2 separate regions of the Delphinus delphis genome follow, and region 2 is linked to region 1. A link is a contact called in public Hi-C data. All regions are on one chromosome and are shown on one strand. The core of a region is the stretch at or near the end of the contact, and the rest is flanking DNA. Distances in the headings are between cores, read along the strand shown.

Region 1 (6,767 bases), core at 1,909-4,408:
GACAAACAATCCAGTTTAAAAAAAAAGGTCAAAAGACAAGAACAACTTCAACAACAAGGGTAACAAATAAGCACATGAAAAGACACTCAACATTATTAGCCAACAGAGAAATGAAATCAAAATCACAATTTAGACACACCCACTAGAATAACTAAAATTTTTTTAAATAAACTTATTTTATTTATTTATTGGGTGCATTGGGTCTTCGTTGCTGCACGCGGGCTTTCTCTAGTTGCAGGGAGTGGGGGCTACTCTTCGTTGCGGTGTGCGCAGTCTTCTCGTTGCGTTGACTTCGTTTGTTGCCGAGCACGGGCTCTAGGCGCACGGGCTTCAGTAGTTGTGGTGCACGGGGTTAGTTGCTCCGCGGCATGTGGGATCTTCCCGGACCAGGGCTCGAACCTGTGTCCCCTGCATTGGCAGGCGGATTCTTAACCACTGCACCATCAGGGATGCCCATAGAATAACCAAAATTAAAAGGGTTTAACATACTAAGTGTTGGCAAGTATGTGGAGGAAAAGGAACAGAAACTCTTTCAATGATGGTAGGGATATGGTACAACCATTTTGGAAAAACCTTGGTAACTTCATAAAAAGGTAAATGCACCTACCATATAACCCAGCCATTCTACTCCTAGGTATTTATTCAAGAGAAATTAAAGCACGTGGCCACACAACGAGTAGTACACAGATGTTTATAGCAGCTGTATTTGTAATAGCCCCCAAATGGAACCAACCCAAATTTCCATCAACAGGTGGATGGAAAAACAAATTGTGGTATTTCCATATAATGGAATACTACTCACCAAAAAAGGAATGAATTGTTAATAAATGCAACAACATGAATGAATTTCAACTTAAAATAATTATGCTGCAAGAGGCCAGTGCAGGGACTTCCCTGGTGGTGCAGTGGTTAAGAATCTGCCTGCCAATGTAGGGGACACGGGTTCGAGCCTCGGTCCAAGAAGATCCCACATGCTGCAGAGCAACTAAGCCCGTGAGCCACAACTACTGAGCCTGTGCTCTAGAGGCTACAAACCACAACTACTGAGCCCGCATGCCACAATTACCGAAGCCCACGTGCCTAGAGCCCGTGCTCCGCAACGAGAAGCCACTGCAATGAGAAGCCCGCGCACTGCAACGAAGAGTAGCCCCCACTCACCACAACTAGAGAAAAGCCTGCGTGCAGCAACGATGACCCAACGCAGCCAAAAATAAATAAATTTATTAAAAAAAGCCAGTGCAAAAAAAAAAGTACATACTAAATAATTCTATTTATAGAAAATTCTAGAAAATTCAAATTAATCTATATAGTGATGGGAGCAGAGGAAACTTCTGAAGGTAGTGTGTATCTTCATTATCTTGATTTTGGTTATGATTTCTTACATCAAATTATCCAAACATATCAAAATGTGCATTATAAATATTGAATATATGTAGTTTATTGTGTCAATTATACCTCAATAAAACTGTTACAGAAAAAGGTTTCCCAGAAGGTGGCACTACTACTTGGCTCTGCCCTATGTTGTGAGCTCCCTGGAGCTGGGTGACCCCTTCTAGAGCCATCAGGATGCTGGATTAACTAGGAGGCCCCTGCAAGAGACCCTTGGGGTCAGGAAAGCCAAGTAAACGTGATGGCAATTGATTGGGTGTGGCTGGCGAGTAGGGCTGACTTCATTTCCTTCCACAGCTCAACACAGCACTTGTCCTTCAAACAAGCCCAACTCCTTTGTACCTTTAGCCCCTGTCTTCATGTAGCTAGAGTCTCTCATCATTCAGGTTTTAGTATGAATATCAAGTGCCTTCATCGAGTGCCAGGTCTAAATTGGTTCCTACACCTCATTTTGTCCTAAAGTCACTTTCTGTATTTCTATATTTTCTTCATGGCATGTATCACAACCAGAAATTCTTATTCATTTAGTTATTTCCTTTCATTAAAAAAAATTATTTATTTTATTTTTACTTCTGGCTGCTTTGGGTCTTCGTTGCCGCGTCCGGGCTTTCTCTATTTGCGGTGAGCAGGGCTACTCTTCGTTGTGGTGCGCAGGCTTCTCATTGTGGTGGCTTCTCGTTGCGGAGCACAGGCTCTAGGCACGCGGGCTCACCAGTTGTGGCTCGCGGGCTCTAGAGCACAGGCTCAGTAGTTGTGGCACACGGGCTTAGTTGCTCTGCGGCATGTGGGATCTTCCCAGACCAGGGCTCCAACCCGTGTCCCCTGCATTGGCAGGTGGATTCTTAACCACTGTGCCACCAGGGAAGCCCCATTTCCTTTCATTTTTATTACCTATTCTCATCCTCCCTCTTTTTTTTTGCGGTACGCGGGCCTCTCACTGTTGTGGCCTCTCCCGTTGCGGAGCACAGGCTCCGGATGCGCAGGCCCAGCGGCCACGGCTCACGGGCCCAGCCGCTCCGTGGCATGTGGGATCTTCCCAGACCAAGGCACAAACCCGTGTCCCCTGCATCGGCAGGCGGACTCTCAACCACTGCGCCACCAGGGAAGCCCTCTTCCTCCCTCTTTTATGCTGTTGACATCCTACAAATCCCTTTACTGGGGGTGCACCCACCCCATAGGTGCCTTAAGTGTTGGCTGACAAACTCACAGTTGCCCCTGACAATGACTGACTGAGGGCTGGGTGAGGGAGAAGGGCACAAAAGATTGGCTCCCTTGCAGTAAGGAGACCTAACTCTGTGGCACAATTTCTACAGTTCCCCGTGAGATCTGGCTAGAGCTCGTCTCCACTTGAGGCCACATTCCTGCTTAGCTTTAGCTCTTTTCCCTGCCCTGTCCTGCTTCCCTTACTCCCTTCTCCCAAAAACACTTCCCCAGTAAATCCCTCAATAATTCTCATCTGAGGCTCTGCTTCTAGGAAACCTGACCCATGACACCTTTGGTTAGCTTCATGAGGGACTATTTTGTTCAATCCCCTAGAACAAATTCCTATCTTAGGCTCTGCTTATGACATTCTCCCCCTTAAGAATGATAGCTTGATGACGGAAGATCTTCCTCACGTTGGAAGAACAGTGTCTGGAACAGAGAAGGCACTCAATAAGTGTGCTGAATGAATACAGGGGAGAGCCCGGGGTCTGTTTTATAGATTAGCTGATCTGGCCTAGAGGCATTGTGAGTCATAGCCGGTAGACAGCAACTGAGTGGTTCAGAGATGGGGCCAGGCCTGGGACAGCAGTTTGGCACCTCCAACAATCCTCCAGGTGAGGTACAACATGTGAGGATTATTGGGGAAGGATCCTCTGGAAAGATGCAACCTCAAGGGTGGGTCGGGTTCTAGCCTTGGGCTTCCAAGAGACATGTCCCTGAGCCAGATCTAGGGGGTAGTACTGCCCAGCTATGTGTGAGGAGTAAGTGTGTGTTGAATTAATGAAGGCATGACAGAGGTAACCCTGCCCCAGGGTTCCTTCTCTTTTCACTCTCCATTGGGAGAAGAGGAATTCAAAAGAAAGCATATAGTCTTCTTTCTCACACAACAGAATCAGAACGTACAGGAATGGGGGGAGAAGGAGTATGGGACATGTCTGTTATCTGGACTTTAGTTTCCTTGAGCATGTAGTCTGCTTTGGATAAAAGTCACATCCAGTCTGTGCAACCCCTTTTGGCTCAAGCCCTAAGCATAGGTCCTAGCCCATGGCACATGCCCCTACTGGACTGACCACACCAGACTATGATCTACACGCACACATCTGGCTTCCCAGCTGGACCAGGAGCATCTTCAGGGCAGGCATAGGCTGTGCTGGCACCCTCTACCCAGACCAAGGCCTGGCACAAAGCAGATGCCAGTCAGTTCAAGGTTGTAAAATAACTGAATGACGAGGGCAGTAATGCTGTTGGGTATGCTAGACATCCACCAGATACTTTTCAGAATGTAGATCCAGCCCTGGCTTCGCAATGCTTCAGCAGCGCCCTCTAACCCACGGAAGGAAGTCTAAACTTTTAAGCCTGCCTGTACAGCACCCTCATATAGTGTCCTGGTCCCCCTTTCCAGCTACCTCTTCTGCTATTTCCAGCTCAATACCCTACACCAATCCTACCCCAAGCTCTTCCTCACATGTGCAACATTCGAGCCTTGCCTAGCTCTTCACTCTGCCTAGCAGCTCTCCCTTACCCACCCCCAATCTACCTGTCAAATTCCTGTGCATCTTTTAAGTACCTGCTTGTCTCTGCTATCATTCCTTCCTCCCTTAAGGGCCTATTAACCCCTTCCAGCAGCCACCCAGCACTCAGAGAGCAGGGTTCTGGTCCTTCATCTGCCCATCTATCCCCAAAGCCTGACAGAGTAGTCTTTGGGGAAGTGGGTTTCGGGGAGACTTCTGCTAGTACGAGTGTGCAGGGATGGACTCCTCAGTGGCCAGCAGCTGGCTAACCCTGAGCGCCAGCTGCGGGCCTGAGCCCTGCCCACCAGGCCTCGCGGTTTGAGGGGGCAGCACGTCCAAGCAGGCTGCTCACCCAGACTCTTGCTCTCCAGCAGTGCCCCTGGCTCGCCTTTATCATTCTGGACATCGAGGCTTGCGAGGCAAGGGAGCAGCCTGGGTCGCCCGCGTCCTCGAGGCTCTGCTCTGGATATCCGTGCGCCTGACGAGGCCCACCCGGCCCTTGCCCTGGAGGCCTTCGGGTACTCGGCCTCGGGCCATGCGAGCCGCCTGTGGGAACAGCTGCGGCAGTTCTGGGCCCACCATTTCTCGCGGCGCTTCTCGCCGCGGCGCCCTCCGCTGCGCCGCATCTCCTCCATGTCCACCTTCTACCTGCTGGACCACCAGACGCGCCAGGCAGAGCTAGGCCTCAGCTACGGCACACCGCGCACGCGCCTCAGCGACGAGGCCTTTGTGTTCCGCGGCGGCCGGTGGACCACGGAGGGCCAGCCGGTGCGGTCGCGGCCGCAGCTGCCCTCGCCGACCACCTCGGGCTGGAAGGCGCAGGTGCAGCGGATCAAGAGCCAGGTGCTGCTGGAGGAGAACAACTACCTGAAGCTACAGCAGGAACTGCTCATGGACATGCTGACGGAGACCACAGCACGCATGCACCTGTTGGAAAAAAAAGATAGACCACGAGGCAAGCACTGCCGCTGCGGCGCCCGCCTGGCAGAGGAAAATGCACAAGCGCGAAGGCGCGTGCAGCGCGCTCCTGACCGAGCCGCTGACTCCAGAGTCGCGGTGACGCAATAAAACCCGTGCAGCGCATGCGCACCTCGCTCCACACCTTAGGCCCGGTCTCGTTCCTGTGGCCCCTAGAGGGCCCGGCCAGGACTGGGCTCCGGGTGCGCGGGGGTCCGCTGCGCGCCTTCAGGGACCATCACTCCGGGCCTGGTGTGGAGGGGAGACTCAGCCAGCAGTCCGTCTCGGGAGGGTGCGATAGGGCGGTGGAGGAAGATGTTTGCAGCCCGTTGGAAACGCGGAGTGGGAGCCAGGCTTGCAACAGTGCAGCAGGGGGCGGGGATGGCCGGCGATGAGAGGTAGTGGTAGCAATGGCTTTCTTGGCCCGAGGGACGGAGGGCAAAGTCCGGGAGGCAGGGAAACCTGGGCTCAGGGATGGAGGGTGCGGTTGGGCGGGCGGGCGGGCGGGGTCGGTGACCTTACAGTTGGCCTTTCCCTCCCTGAGGCGATCCCGGGAGGGGTTTCAGCCCGAGTCCAGGATAAAAGTGTATTTTACGACCTGGAAACTGTTTCCCGAAAGAATCCCTCGAAACTTTGAGCTCTGCCTCCCCCTTCTGGCTGTGTGGCTTTTGGCGAGTCGCTTTTCGTTGCGGGTTTCCTTTTCCTCTCTCTAGAATTATGGGTCGGGGATACAAACAAGCACTGTCCAGAGCTAATCCAGCGCACAGATAGGATTTGCTCGACCCACCTTATTTTACAATTTTGCATGAGTTGCCAACATTTAAGAATTTGGAGATTTCACATTAAAAATCCAGATTTCCCGTGTTCTCCTGAAAACCCAGAAGACTCAGCCATTGCTGGACCTTGGTTTTGCCCAGCAGCAGTTGCCTGAATTGTGGCTGTCAGCTCCTGCTCAGCTTCACTCCTTTCCTCCTATAGGTGTCTGATTTTGGATCTCCTTCTATATCCGTTCTAGATCGATGTTCTCTCCTGGAGCATAGGGAACCCTGTGCCCAAGGTATCATATAAAGTGCTTTTGGTGAGGGTGTTGTGAGTGATGTGGCTGCACAACAAAGGTGATGGCACTGGTCCTTGCAATCTGCAACCTTTCCTTGGAATGTAGACAGGCCCTTTCAGCACCCAGTGAAACTTAAGTCCGGTAGGATTACAACACATTTTCTTAGAGTCATGTGAAAACTTTGAGAGAAGTGGGTGTCCTTCTTCGGCCTAACTTGCTTTCAGGAGAAAGACTAGGGATTACTAAACCACTACTGTGTATAAAAATGTGGCCTAATTAAATCAGCAAAACAACACAAAACATGTCATTAGACACTATGCTTAAAAACATTTCTTTTGAGCAGTGCTCTTTTGTATTTTAATAATTTTATATTAACATAGATTAAAATATTTTTAAATAGTTGTAAAATATAATTTCCTTTTAGAATAACTTAGAAAATAAAAAATATACAGAAAAGGAAATGAGAAGGGAATCAAAACAATACCTAGAAAAAAAACACAAAGTAAGGCACTGATGGAGAAATTATACTAAGTGAAAGAAGCCAGATGCAAAGGACCACATATTGTACGCTTTTGTTTATATAAAATATCCAGAATAGACAAATCCACAGCCGGGGGATGTGGGGAGGAAGGAGTGACTACTTAACAGGA
Region 2 (6,767 bases), core at 1,797-4,296, 210 kb before region 1:
ATCCCTCCTGCCCATGTGCTGCCAATCTGTGTACCCTCCCCCAGCTCCAGGGAACCACCAATCTATTTTCTATCTCTTTAGATTTTATGGATGGTTTTAAAATAATCTCCATGATTTTACCTTTACAACTGCTGAGTCACTTCTCGATAAATGCAGCAAAACAACATCAAGGAAACGGAACAGCTGTTTTCTTTCTTAATGACAACAACAACAAAAAGTAATTTCCTTTCTAGTATTTACACAAACTGACTACATGCTTTGTCATAAATTAATTTCAAAGAATTTATTGCTAGAAAGCCTACATTCTTGGGACTTCCCTGGTGGTCCAGTGGTAAAGAATCCGCCTTACAATGCAAGAGATGTGGGTTTGATCCCCAGTCAGGGAGCTAAGATCCCACATGCTGCGGGGCGACTAAGCCTGCCACCACAACTACTGAGCTTGCATACCTCAACTAGAGAGCCTGTGTGCTGCAAACTACAGAGCCCACGTGCTCTGAAGCCCGCACATCCTGGAGCCTGCAGGCCACAACAAGAGAAGAGAAAACCCGCAGGCCATACTAGAGAGATGCCAACGCGCCGCAACGAGAGATCCCGCATACCTCAACGAAGATCCTGTGCTCCACAACTAAGACCTGATGCAGCCGGAAAAAAAGACTATGTTCTTGGTCATAATAAAATTAAGTAAAGATACACGTAAGAATTACACAAAATTGGCAGTCAAATTGATTGTAATCAATTAGATTTAAATGACTTGGAATTTTAAAATATTTATTTGGCTGCATCGGGTCTTAGTTGTGGCACGTGGGATCTTCTTTGGGACATGCGGGATCTTTCGTTACAGAGCGTGGGCTGTTCGTCGCGGCGCACGGGCTCAGTAATTGCAGCATGCAGACTTAGTTGCCCTGTGGCATGTGCGATCTTAGTTCCCCGACCAGGGATCAAACCCTTGTCCCCTGCATTGGAAGGCAGATTCTTAACCACTGGACCACCACCAGGGAAGTCCTGGAATTTAAATAAATGTTTTATATGCCATGTAGAAGTATAAATTTGAGAATATACCAAAGAAAGTAAACAACATAAAAGAGGACACTATCCTTTTTACGTGATAAAAGAAGGTACAAAAATGTACAATAAAATAGTACTTTCATCCATTAATTATTTAACCTCGCATGATAAAATGTTTAACAAGAGCAGTAACACTAAATAATAAATGGATAATAAAGTTTTAAATATATTTGTGTTCTGTAAGTAAACATAATTGTATATTTTAAAACTCCTTACCAAGTGATATGTTGTACCAAACCATTCAAGTCATTCTTATAATTTCCAAGAAAAAAAATACGTATATGAATTTTTAAAGGATTACAGAAAGGAGGAAAAAACAGAAAAGTAGAAAAACAATTTTTCCTTGTATTTAAGACTACTAATTATTTTGGTGTTTTTCCCCTATATTTGTCTTTTTCAAAGTTGAACTCATACCACGTGTGAAATTTTTATTCTTCTCTTTTCATTAACCACAAAACATTCTTTGTAGTTGCCAGAAGCTCAGCCACAATGAGACACGTAGAGATAAACAAAAACCACCCAAATGAGAACAGGGACCATTTATCCAGAGCTTGCTATAGAAAAGAAGTCAGCCACCATTACTTGCGTTTGGCAGAGACTAAAATGTAGTCAGAAGAGTGGGAAGGCCTTATGGTGAAAGCAAGGGAAGGCTTCAGGTGTGCTCTGATTAGAGGCTGCTAGTGGGGAAACAGGCTGGCTAACCTGAAGCAGGATGTTTTCTGTAATTGGTTTGGGGAGCATAATTGGCATTCTCTTGGTTGGTCCTGAGATGAAGTGGGGAGGTGCAAAAAGGAGGGCAACTGGCAGTCATTGCCCAAGTCCTGACTGCTGCAGAAGTTGTGGTTTGGGGGGTGATGAGGGAGTCTGGTCACTCTCTGCATATTCAGTCTCAAACATAATTTTTTAAATTAATTTGGTTTTTTCTAATATATGCTGTTGTGCAAAATTTGGAAAATATTAAAAATTTTAAACCATTTATAACCCTTGCCCGTGCACATCTGGAAATAAATAATGCCTGGTTTTACCTAACTGATATCATGTACACTTTGTAACCTCCTTGCTTCCCAACAATACACATGCCAGCATTTTCACTCCAAACTCTTTGTAATGGACCTGCATAATGGTCCATTCTTTAGAATACTTATTTCCATTTTTTCCTGTTATACTTCAGTTAACACTACTGCATAAACAATAAATCTGCGTGATTCAGATTATTAAGATAGCGATAACTGCCAGATTGTTTTTTCCTTTTACCGTTCTGTCAGCATCCTTGTCAGGATTGGGCGTTTTAAATTTTCTTTTAACAAGATTATTTATGTTGTCAGGCACGTGGGAATGTCTTGGCGGGCTGGCGTTAAGGTGAGGTTGGGACATGAGGGGTGCAATATTTTTCCTCTATGCCCAGACTGGGACTTGGGCTCCACCTTTTAGAGTGGGTCTTCCTCGGGACTGCAGTAAGGACTGATTTCATTTTCAACCGCCAGGCGTCTCCGTTTCCCTCTCTGAGAAGCGTAGGGTTGGTGAACTGCCTATTTTCCCAGGATTCTCGGTGCTCCGGCTCAAACGTTAACTAACCACCTCTGACCAGAGGTCCTGAAAATGCCTACCGTGGACCCCAGGGAGTGGGCCCGAGCAGGGAGGCGCCCTCCGGCTCCCTCTCCCCGACTTGAAGAAGCAGAAGAAACTGTGCCAGCAAAGGCCGGACCCCCAGCGGTGGCTGGAGACCCAGCCCTTGCAACTTCAATCTTCCCAGGGAGCGCAGGCAGAAACGCTGGTTTAGATAGAGGCGGGAACTGCTTCGGGCTGAGACAGACAACCAGTGACCTGACGGACGCAAAGCCCAAACAACGCCCGACTCGGCAGCAGTGATACGGCCCGAGTCCTGAGGTCGCCCGGGGTCCCAGCTGACAGCCGACTAACGCTGAGCTTTCCGATGGCCCAAGTGCGCTTTAGGGGCGAAGCTCGAGTGGGCGGGAGTGCAGGGCGCAAGCTCTCCAGGGGCGGTGCCTGAGGCCAGAGGGTCCCGAGCGCCTGAAGTGGGCGGAGCCAGGGCGGACAGGGTAACGCGGCGCACGCGCGGCGGCGACAGCCGTCGCAATGGCGCCTCCGCAACAGGTTCGGGTGTTGCGGTGCTCCTGCTGCCGCCTCTTCCAGGCGCACCAGGTGGGGCCTCCTCCTCCTCAGAGCACGGGGATGGCGGGCAGGACGAGGTGGGGTCGCTGGGGGGGGCCAGACCTCCTCCCCCAGGCTGGGCGCCGTCTCGTGCGGTTGCGGGGTGTGTCTGGGTCCCGGACAAATGACGATGTCTGTCCTGAGAACCAGGTTTTATTGATGTCGCTTCTCGATAACGTTGTTCTGGGCTTTTTTCGTTTTTTGCTTGGTGGTTGTAAGATTCGCAGAAACCAGCCAATGGTTTCTGCCGAGGCGGCCTCGTGAATTCTATCTGGCCGGTGGTCGGGCACACCAGGTTGAGGGTAGAGGATAGCCTCCTTTATGCAGAGCCTAGCCCCCAAAATGGCTCCTTCTTCATTTAAGTGCAAGTGAAATGATAGTTTTAAAAACTCAGGCACGACTGGGCACCCCTGCTGGCACTCTTTGGCTCTGCCCGTAGTGAGGGCCTCGACGCCTATTCAGAGTGTGAATAATCTCGCGCCTTTAAACAGGATAATCGAAGTTTCTAAAACGTAATGCTTCCCTGACTCAAAACGTAAAATAGGGTATGTCACTTAACCTGTTCTTTCCTGAATCACGTTCTGTCTCCCTGCTTGATGCCGTCAAGGTTGTCATTGTATCCGCTTCTGGTAGTCCCCTGCTAATCTGCTGTGCCCTGAAGAAGGGTAGCATCAAATTGCATACAAAATGTATGTTTAAAAGCCAGTAAGAGGCTGGGTATGCACGCTGTGACTTTGTAAGGGTCATTTTAGGGGCTTAGAAACTTTTTACTTACTTCATTTTTTTGGTTCTAGGAGTTGAGAATAAATGGGAATCATTTCCACTTTTAAATTATTATATATATAATGTAGTTCGTGTTCTCATGGTCATTTTCAACTCTGAAAAGTGATTTGAAGCCAAGTGGGAAAAGAGGGTTAACAGTTTAATTCCAAGTCGGCTGTGTATCAGGCAGTTTCACACATCTCATTTAATTTCAACAGCTTCTGAATTCTGTATCTTCATTCCCCAGAGCTAGCCAGTTACTGTGTGTCCTTCCAGAGCTTTTATTATTTTTTTAATGCATTTCTTACTTGCATATGTACCTGTAGAAGAGACACAGTATTTTTATGGTGTTTGAAGGTAGATGCTGAGAAGTAGAATCTTAGGATATACCCACTTAAATTTGTAGTAGATGCTGCTTGTCCTCCTTAGAATCCTTTTAGGTACTTCCCCAAAAGCCCTGATGGTTTTTGTATTAGGATCATATTAATCATGTTAATTTTTATGAATCAACCGAGACATCTTTGTGATGTTAAGCATGGCATTTTATTCCATCTCTTAAAACAGTTTTGGTGCCCCTTGATAACATTTTCTTTGTTGCCTTTACAAATGGATTTATTTCTTTAATTATCTCTTCTAAGTAGATGTTTGCTTATAAGCTATATTAATTTTTGAAGATATATTAATTTTCTGCCTAGCCCCTATATTAGATTGTCTTACTGGTTTTAGCAGTTTTTCATTTAGTTATCTTGAGTTTTAAAGAAATAAATCATATCATCCATAAATAAGGATAGTTTTTTTTTTTCCTTTCCATTTTCATACCTCTTGCTATGTTCTCTTTTCCAATTCCATCAGTTAGTACATCCAGAAAAAAATGGTAAATAATAGTGCAGATCCTTGACTTGTTCTTGACTTTCATGGGAATGCTGGTGGTGATTCTGCAGCTTTAGAGCTAGATGTAAGGCATTTTATTATGTTAAGAGAGAATCCATCTAGTCAGATTTATCAAGAATTGAAATGTCATGGAATTTTTTTTGAGAATCACATATAGTGGAGATCTAATTTGATTTCGTTTCATATGGATAGCCAGTTTTCCAGAAGCGCTTATTAAATAGTCTCTTCTTTTTTCACCTTTATAATATACTAAATTTTCATACATGTGTTGGTTTGTTTCTGGACTCTTTATTCTTTTCCACTGATCTCTTTATTATTTCTGATCTAGTTCCACCTGTTTCAAATAATTACTTTAGCTATAATTCTGAAATTTCATTGTAGGTGAAAAAGAGTCTCAAATGGACATGCAAAGCTTGTGGAGAGAAGCAGTCATTTTTGCGGGTGAGTCCCAAGCAGCAAAGTGTCTAATACCCATACCAGGAAGCAGGTGGGACCCAGCCCTGCAGAAACATATTTCTCATGGAACCCAGTGTTCCATTATTGGCTCAAGTTCATTGGATATAGCGCTCCTGCTCCCTAAGATCATCTTCCTTCAGGAAGCGAAATGAATGGAGCAGTGCCTGGAAAGTTACCTTCCTTTTTTTATTCAGTCAGTGAGTATTTACTGAGTAACTTCTGTATGCAGGCATGGGACACAATGGAAGGTAAGACCATGTTGTTAATTGCCTTCACCGATCTGCTGTTGTGGAACAGGATGAGAAACTAAAACACACACATGTAATTTAAAACTAGACTGAGCAAAATGAGAGGAAAGTACAGGGGTCTGTAAGAAGATAACTGAGTAATCAGACCTAACTGGGGATGGGCAGACAGCTGTTGGTACATGCAGGGGTGTGAGAGGGGGCAGGCAGGTTGTGAAGGTAGTCAGGAGATGAAAGAGCATGTGGACTGAGGGGAGCATGTTGTAAATGCTCTTATTAGCCCAGTTTTTTCACCCAGCATCACAGTTCTTTTCAAGTCCATACTTACCGACCCACTTGATCTCTAATATCACAGGGTCCTCATTGAGCCCCTTGTTCACCTGCTCCAGCCCTTGATGCCACCTCTCCAGCCTCATCTCATCATTCTCCTCCTTCAGCCATAGGGGCTTTTCCTTCTGACCTTGAAACAATCCAAATCTGCTTCCCTCTTAGGGCCTTTGTGCTCATTGTTGGGGCTTCCCCTAGTTAATCTCATTACCCTGATCAGAAATATAGGCAAGTATGTTTATGTGAGTATTGTCCATCTGAGACTGTAAATTCTATGGGAAGAGAGGGTTTGCCTATTTTACTTATATACGCTTTTTAAAAAAATTGAAGTATAGTTGATTTACAATATTATGTTAGTATCAGGTGTATAGCAAAGTGATTCAGTTATACATATTTTTTTTCTTATTTTCCATTATAGTTTATTATAAGAAATTGAATGTAGTTCCCTGTGCTATACAGTAAATCCTTGTTGTTAATCTATTTTATATAGTGTGTATCTGTTAATCCCATACTCCTAATTTATTCCTCTCTCCCTCTTCCCCTTTTGGTAACCATAAGTTTATTTTCTATGTCTGTGTGTTTCTTTCTATTTTGTAAATAAATTCACTTGTATTATTTTTTTAGATTCCACATATAAGTGATATCATATAATATTTGTCTTTGTCTGACTTGCTTCACTTAATACGATACACTCTGGGTCCATCCTTGTTGTTGCAAATGGCAATTATTTCATTCTTTTTTATGACTAATATTCCATTATATATATGTGTGTGTGTGTGTGTGTGTGTATATACACACACACACATACATACACCCCATATCTTCTTTATCCACTCATCTGTTGATGGA

The links. A called contact is a pair of places that touch in the nucleus more often than the background predicts.
Region 2: a Hi-C map of lung shows a contact between it and region 1, with 4 times the contacts expected there. The contact joins the promoter of MRNIP here to the promoter of CBY3 in region 1. A contact is called at or near these places in 2 of 3 Hi-C or Micro-C datasets (lung and muscle).

The regions. Positions count from the first base shown.
Region 1 is chr3:18,592,396-18,599,162 of mDelDel1.2, reverse strand. CBY3 (chibby family member 3) reads left to right here and starts at 3,158. Exons shown (of 2, transcript XM_060006423.1): 1 at 3,158-3,206; 2 at 4,447-5,171. The coding sequence starts at 3,158. The coding sequence ends at 5,171. LOC132421910 (a long non-coding RNA gene) reads right to left here and starts at 5,433. Exons shown (of 3, transcript XR_009518786.1): 1 at 5,194-5,433.
Region 2 is chr3:18,805,727-18,812,493 of mDelDel1.2, reverse strand. MRNIP (MRN complex interacting protein) reads left to right here and starts at 3,046. Exons shown (of 8, transcript XM_060008244.1): 1 at 3,046-3,228; 2 at 5,272-5,331. The coding sequence starts at 3,163.